2 separate regions of the Ovis aries genome follow, and region 1 is linked to region 2. A link is a contact called in public Hi-C data. All regions are on one chromosome and are shown on one strand. Each heading gives the region's core, a stretch centred on a gene start, on an enhancer-like site or on the middle of the called end of the contact. The rest is flanking DNA. Distances are from core to core; before and after follow the strand shown. Region 1 overlaps FYCO1 (FYVE and coiled-coil domain autophagy adaptor 1). Region 2 holds the start of CCR5 (C-C motif chemokine receptor 5).

Region 1 (3,049 bases), core at 516-3,015, 260 kb before region 2:
ACTCACCATGCTGCAAACACAAGAGACAGGTACCGTTGTACTGATGTGAGAACAGAGGCACAAGAAGGTCAGTAGCTAGACTGAAGGCGCAGTCAGGAGCCAGTGAAGCTTGGCCCCAAGGGCTGCACTGCTAACCAGCTCTGCAGGTCTGCCTCGGCAAGGCCTCTGGCTCCTTTGCTCCAATCATGACAATTATTCTTCGGCCTCTACTGCTGTCCAGATACCTTTCCCCGACTTGAAACACCCTCCTATTCTGTGCCCCATCCCTTGCATGTCCCTCCCTTTCAGAGTAACATTCCTTGAAACAACAGTCCACAGTCAACTCTCTTCCCAGAAGCAAGGGAGGCTGCCATCAATTCTCACAGTCTCATCAGGAGTCTGGCCTTAGCCTGCTTCTCTGATTTGTTTGCGCTCTCTCCAGATGCCCTCAGTATACAGTCACTGCTGACATTACCCGTGATTACTGAGCCAAGAAAATGGACGTGAGAGTTCACAGTCCAAAGCACCTCAGTCTCTCATGTACTTTCCTGTTTTTTCCCACCAGGGGGCGGTCTCCTCCTTCTTCACAGGTCAGGGATACAACTCAGGCTACTGAGCCGGGGACATGCAGCTGGTCCCTATTAAAATGCGCTTAAGTACAAAATTACAAACCAGATATTGAAGATATAGTACAAAAAAAGAGAATGCAAAATATTTTATTAGTAAATGTAATAAATTGGCCACATGTTGAAATGGCAACATTCTAGACAGATTAAATAAAAGATACTCTTAAAATCAATTCTACCTATTCTTAGAATTTTAAAAATATGTGCAGTAGAAAATTTTAAATTGCATGTGTGGCTTACTTACTATTTCTGTGGGACAATATAGGTTTAGAGGCTCCTTGCCAATGGCAAACTCTAAGGGAGGTCTGCAGAATCCTTGGGCTCCAAGGAACTCAGAAAATCATTCACTTGACTCTGCTCATGAAGAAACTGAGGCACAGATGGGCCAACAACTTTACCAAAGTGATCCAGGTAATATGATCCTGGGTTTAGATTAGAATGCAAGTGTCTTAGACCCTATTTTTAAAAAACCTCTCCTACTGTGGAGGCCTTTGAACGCCACAGGAGGACCTAGGCACAAGCCTCTCTGCTGGACCTTTTAGGCCCCTTATCAAGGAATTTCACCACCTTAGGCCTCTCCCTCATGCTCCCACAGGTAGGTCTCCTGCACAGCCAGGGGCTACTCTCTGTTGCTTCCTTGGCCCACGATGAGCCTGTCTCTGCTGGGAAGCCCAGCCCTGCCTTAGGGCTCTATCTCATTGCTTCCTGGCTGACAGCCTCGCTAGGGACCCTGGAGACTAGCAGGGACTACATAACCCTTCTTGCCCTTTTATCTTCAACTACCCTCCAGACTTGCCTTGCAGTCCCGCCCGCCTCCCAGGGGACCATCATAGCTCTTGCTGGAATAAGTCCAACCCAGCTGGAAGGACAAGAAAACAGAACCAGCTAGACTTGTCACTTGCTGACCCCGTGTCCACCACACTCTGTCAGTACAGAGGGCTCACGTCGCCCATGGGCCCTGCTTGCAGAGGGGGCACTGGTGGTCACATGGCTGGTGAGTCACATGAGAACTGAAAATACCCTTCAGTGGGGTGACTTCTCTGAAGTGGACGCATGAATCAGCAGGGAGGAAGCTGGGAGGCAAGGCCAGACCTTGTGTTGCAGGCAGGATCTTACGTGCAAGCCCTGACACCACAAAGCTTTCCCACCGCAGCCCTGCAGGACCAGTAGCATCGTGGGTCGGCTGCAGTTTGCTTTGTCGTAGGGCTTGAGGCTGGAACACATGTGTGAGCCTGCACCGGTATGGGTCTGCCCTGATGGGAAGAAGTCCCTGTTTCTGGTGCCTCCTGCTCAGGAGGGCTGCAATGAGCAGGAGCAGAGGGTCTCAGCCCCGCTCCCTCCCTGGGTGTGGCCGCAGTTGCCTAGGGAGTTGCCGCACTGTGCCTGCAGCCTCCTGTCTGCCTCTTCCGAACGCAGATTGGAGAACTGCTGAATCATGGGGCTGTAAGAGAACCCGTGTGCTGAGGATCAGCAGTCACAAGATGAGGGCTCTCTTCCCAGCTCTCCCATAGCTCTAGCTGTGCAATTGTGGGTAATCACTGTGTGTCTGAGGCTCACTTCCTCACTTGTGTAATGGGTATATTAATTATCTGTCACTCTTAAAAACTCTGTCAGAATGTAGTGGGTCACACAGTAAGTATTATCTGTCTGTGGTTCGAATATCTGTGAGCGACTCACCGACTCACTGAGGTGGTTTCAGCTCGTAGTGTTTCATGGAATGAGGTCAAGATGTCCTTTGGGGCTGCAGTCATCTGAAGGCATGACTGGGGCTGGGGGCTCTGCTTTCCAAGACAGCTTTGTTCACATGGCTGCTGGACAGAGGCCCTGGTTCCTGGACACAGGTGTCCTCCGTGGAGATGCTTGAGTATCCTCCTGGCATGGTAGCTGGCTTCCGCCAGAGTGAGCAATCTAAGAGAGCAAGACAGAAGCCACAGTATTTTTATGCCCAAGCTTCTGCAGTCATGCACTGTCGTTTCTGCACTATCTCACCTGCTACCCAAGTCAGGCCAGCTCAGGGATGTGAACACCAGAGGCATAAACCACTGGGGACCATTGTGACGGCTGGCCACCACCTTAGTAGTGATTAGTAGTATCTGCCGTGCCCATCTCACGGAGCCATCGCGCAGTTTTGTTTGCATACCCACTGCAAGAAAAACCATTAACCAGAGGATGCATCTGGTAAGAGTTGAGACAGCAAGCAGCAGCTAAAAACAGCCGTGAAAAGGGTTGCTGGGGACTGGACTCCGAGGCCGTCACAGGGAACCCTATGACAAGTACAGGAGCGCCAGCGTAGGAATGTGGTGGCTGCAAGGCCTCTAGGCCTCTTCGCTGTCCCCAAATGAAGGCACAGTTCAGAGACAATTAGGAACGTGCCCGGCAGTGTGCCTATTACACATGGTGCTCACGGAAGGGAGGTTTGCTCAACCTTAAGTGTTCTTTCTGAG
Region 2 (2,700 bases), core at 7-2,506:
GCGTGTTTCTTAGCCTGTGGCGGAGGAAACAAAAGCATGCAGAGGGCCCTCCTGTGGCTCGGGGCTGGCTCTCAGTTCTGTTCTATGTTCTCGGTTCTGCTGTCAACAATTGAGGTTTTTAGATAAGTAACCAACCACCAAGGAAGCCTGGGGTGACTGCAGATATTGAAATAGAATCCTGAGCTTGACCCTTTTCTTGTGCCATTTGCTGCCTGTTTCATGTTGAAAAATTCTCAAGAGAAATTCCAGATAGACTGTATCCTTGGAGTGTGGGACTCTGCTACCTATGTCCCTGGCACAGTACAACTACCCACAAACACGGGCTGCCTTGGAGGGCCGCAAAACGGTGAACAAGGAGGGTAACATTTTATAATGACGTGGCCTCAAGGTACTTGATCTGGAGAAAGATGGGCAATACATTCAGCTCACAGGTGAACGTACAGTAAAAACCCTTAAGCAGCCAGCTATTTTAGTTTGCAGAGGAAAATAGTATTGGGTGATGAGTGTATGTGTGTGAGTTGCGGGAGGAAAGAAGGGGTAGTGAGGGAGTGAACAAAGCCGGGGGGGGGGGCGTGCATGCTCAGTCCCTCAGTTGTGTCAGATTTCTTGCAAACCCATGGACTGTATGTAGCCCACCAGGCTCCTCCATCCATTTTTCTAGGCAAGAATACTTAAGTGGTTTGCCATTTCCTCCTCCAGGCGATCTTTCCATCCCAGGGATCAAACACACATCTCCTGTGTCAGCAAGCAGGTTCTTCACCACTGAGCCAGCTGGGAAGCCCAGGTTTAGGGGGATAACAGGGTTAATGTGAGAGGTTCCCTCCACTTTAAAGTCAGTTTCAGCTGGCTTCCACAAATAGCAAGTGGGTCAGAATCTCTCACCCTCTGAGCCTCCCCATTGATAAGCCCTACAGTCTAGTACAAATCATTTGTCCCTTGGACAGAAGTTTCTTTCAGTAAAACATGGCCCTTTGACTAGATGCTCATGTTCTTCTAGTTCTAATATCCTTTAATTCCTTCTTTTTTCTAACCATTTGGGTAGTTGGGTGAACTAAGAAGCAAAAAGAAATTGCGTAGTCAGGGAAACCCATGAATAAAGTTTCAGATTAGACATCTATTTTCTGTCTATTTTAAGCTCAATTTAAGAAAAAAAAAAAAAAAGGACTGGTCTTTGATGATTTTTTGCACGGCCAGATACTTAGTCAGTAAAACTCCGCCCCCAATTCAGAAGAAACTGTGCATTTCCTACTTTTATGCTGTCTATATGTTTGACTTGCACAGCTCAGCTGGTCAGAGGAGTTGAGACATCCGTTCCCCTACGAGAATCTCTCTCGGTAAGTTATCTCTCAGCTAACTTTGCCTATTTCTTAGCGCAGCTTGAGTGATGAGTAAAAGCCTTTACAGGAAACCATAGAAAACATCAGAAATACACCAGGCGTTCACTGAACTATCTTAAACTATAATCTTTAAGTAAGGAAAAAGTTAAGAGTTTAGAATCAGTTTCAGGCTGTGATAACATCAAAGATACAAAACAGGATTATGAATGGAAGACTATAAAAAGCCCTCACCTTTCAAAAGAAAGATATTTTCAGAGAATAATTACTGGCCAAAACTTTGACAGACATGATCTTTTGGTTAGGAGAAATAAAACCTCCTCAGCAGGATGCCCTCTGAACATGTGCCCAGCCAGAAGCTGTGTCTAAGTCTCCTTTTATTTCTGCCAAGAAAAGAAGGAAGCCTGAAAATTGTCCAAATTAATAACAAGTTATAAATATCAAATCAACTTTCATAGCAAATCTAGTTGATTCTTTTTCTGGCTCAGAATTTAAAGGTGAGATTTTTCTGTGAGCTTTTCCCAGCTGCTTAATCTGAGGTACTGGGAGCTTGAGTCTCACAGGGACTAATTAGAGAAAATTCTCAGTCAAGCGGTGGGACCTAAATAGACCAGGCAAGTTAGTGGGTTGTGAAGGAACTAAGCTAATACAGGATGTATGCTAGGAGATGAAACACTGTCCACTTGACCACTTCTTATGTATTAGGGGAGGGGGTCCCTTAATCATAGCAGCTCAGAAACTACAAACACAAACTTCAGAGAAAATATGAGAATGGCAATCGGGACTTGACAACTGGCTGCTGGCTCCTATGACCTTCTCCAGGGACTCGGGCATCAGTCTGTCTCATTTTGACTACATCAAGGCTCCAGGCTGACAATCCTGCTTGTAGTTCTCTCACCAAGGAGTGAAAGACAGGGACCACAGCAGATAAGTTACAGTCAGCACTGACTGCCTTCAAAATTAGTTGCTTACTCCCTGTGGGTCTTTGGGGAAGTTACTCATCTTCTCTGTGCTCTGAGGTTCTTATTTGCAAAACGGGGAAAATAAACCTGACCTGCCTCACTGAGTCACCTTGAGGATTAACTGAATGAGTGAAGTGAAGCTTAGAACAGTGCTTAGCAGGCAAAGTGCCCTAGAGAACTGTTCATTATCACCAGCAAGCTCCTAATGATGCTATGTGTAAGCTAACTCCAGGGAATGACAGCTTAAGAACAGACACGGTTGGACAGTTCCTGACCCAGTTTCTGGACATTGTTATCACAGCTTCATTCACTGCATGTGGCTACACAACATCCAATTTTATTTGGTGAGATGATTGATGCTCTCCGTCTAGTAAACAGAGTGTTAGTCGCTCAGGCGTGTCTGA

The links. A called contact is a pair of places that touch in the nucleus more often than the background predicts.
Region 1: a contact with region 2 is called in a Hi-C map of liver, with 6 times the contacts expected there. The contact joins the enhancer-like site here to the promoter of CCR5 in region 2. A contact is called at or near these places in 11 of 16 Hi-C or Micro-C datasets (blood, hypothalamus, liver and 4 more).

The regions. Positions count from the first base shown.
Region 1 is chr19:53,284,452-53,287,500 of ARS-UI_Ramb_v3.0, reverse strand. The region is part of intron 2 of FYCO1 (FYVE and coiled-coil domain autophagy adaptor 1); the gene reads right to left. It overlaps XCR1 (X-C motif chemokine receptor 1), which reads right to left. Exons shown (of 7, transcript XM_060402614.1): 3 at 3,031-3,049; 4 at 2,283-2,513. Among named protein-coding and RNA genes, the nearest start is that of XCR1, 44 kb to the right of the region's middle. Within about 2 kb of position 1,765, at least 13 of the 54 cell types and tissues checked have an H3K27ac peak or open chromatin away from gene starts, as enhancers often do. A contact at or near this core is called in hypothalamus and liver, where this site is marked.
Region 2 is chr19:53,023,214-53,025,913 of ARS-UI_Ramb_v3.0, reverse strand. It overlaps CCR5 (C-C motif chemokine receptor 5), which reads left to right and starts at 1,256. Exons shown (of 2, transcript XM_004018512.6): 1 at 1,256-1,334.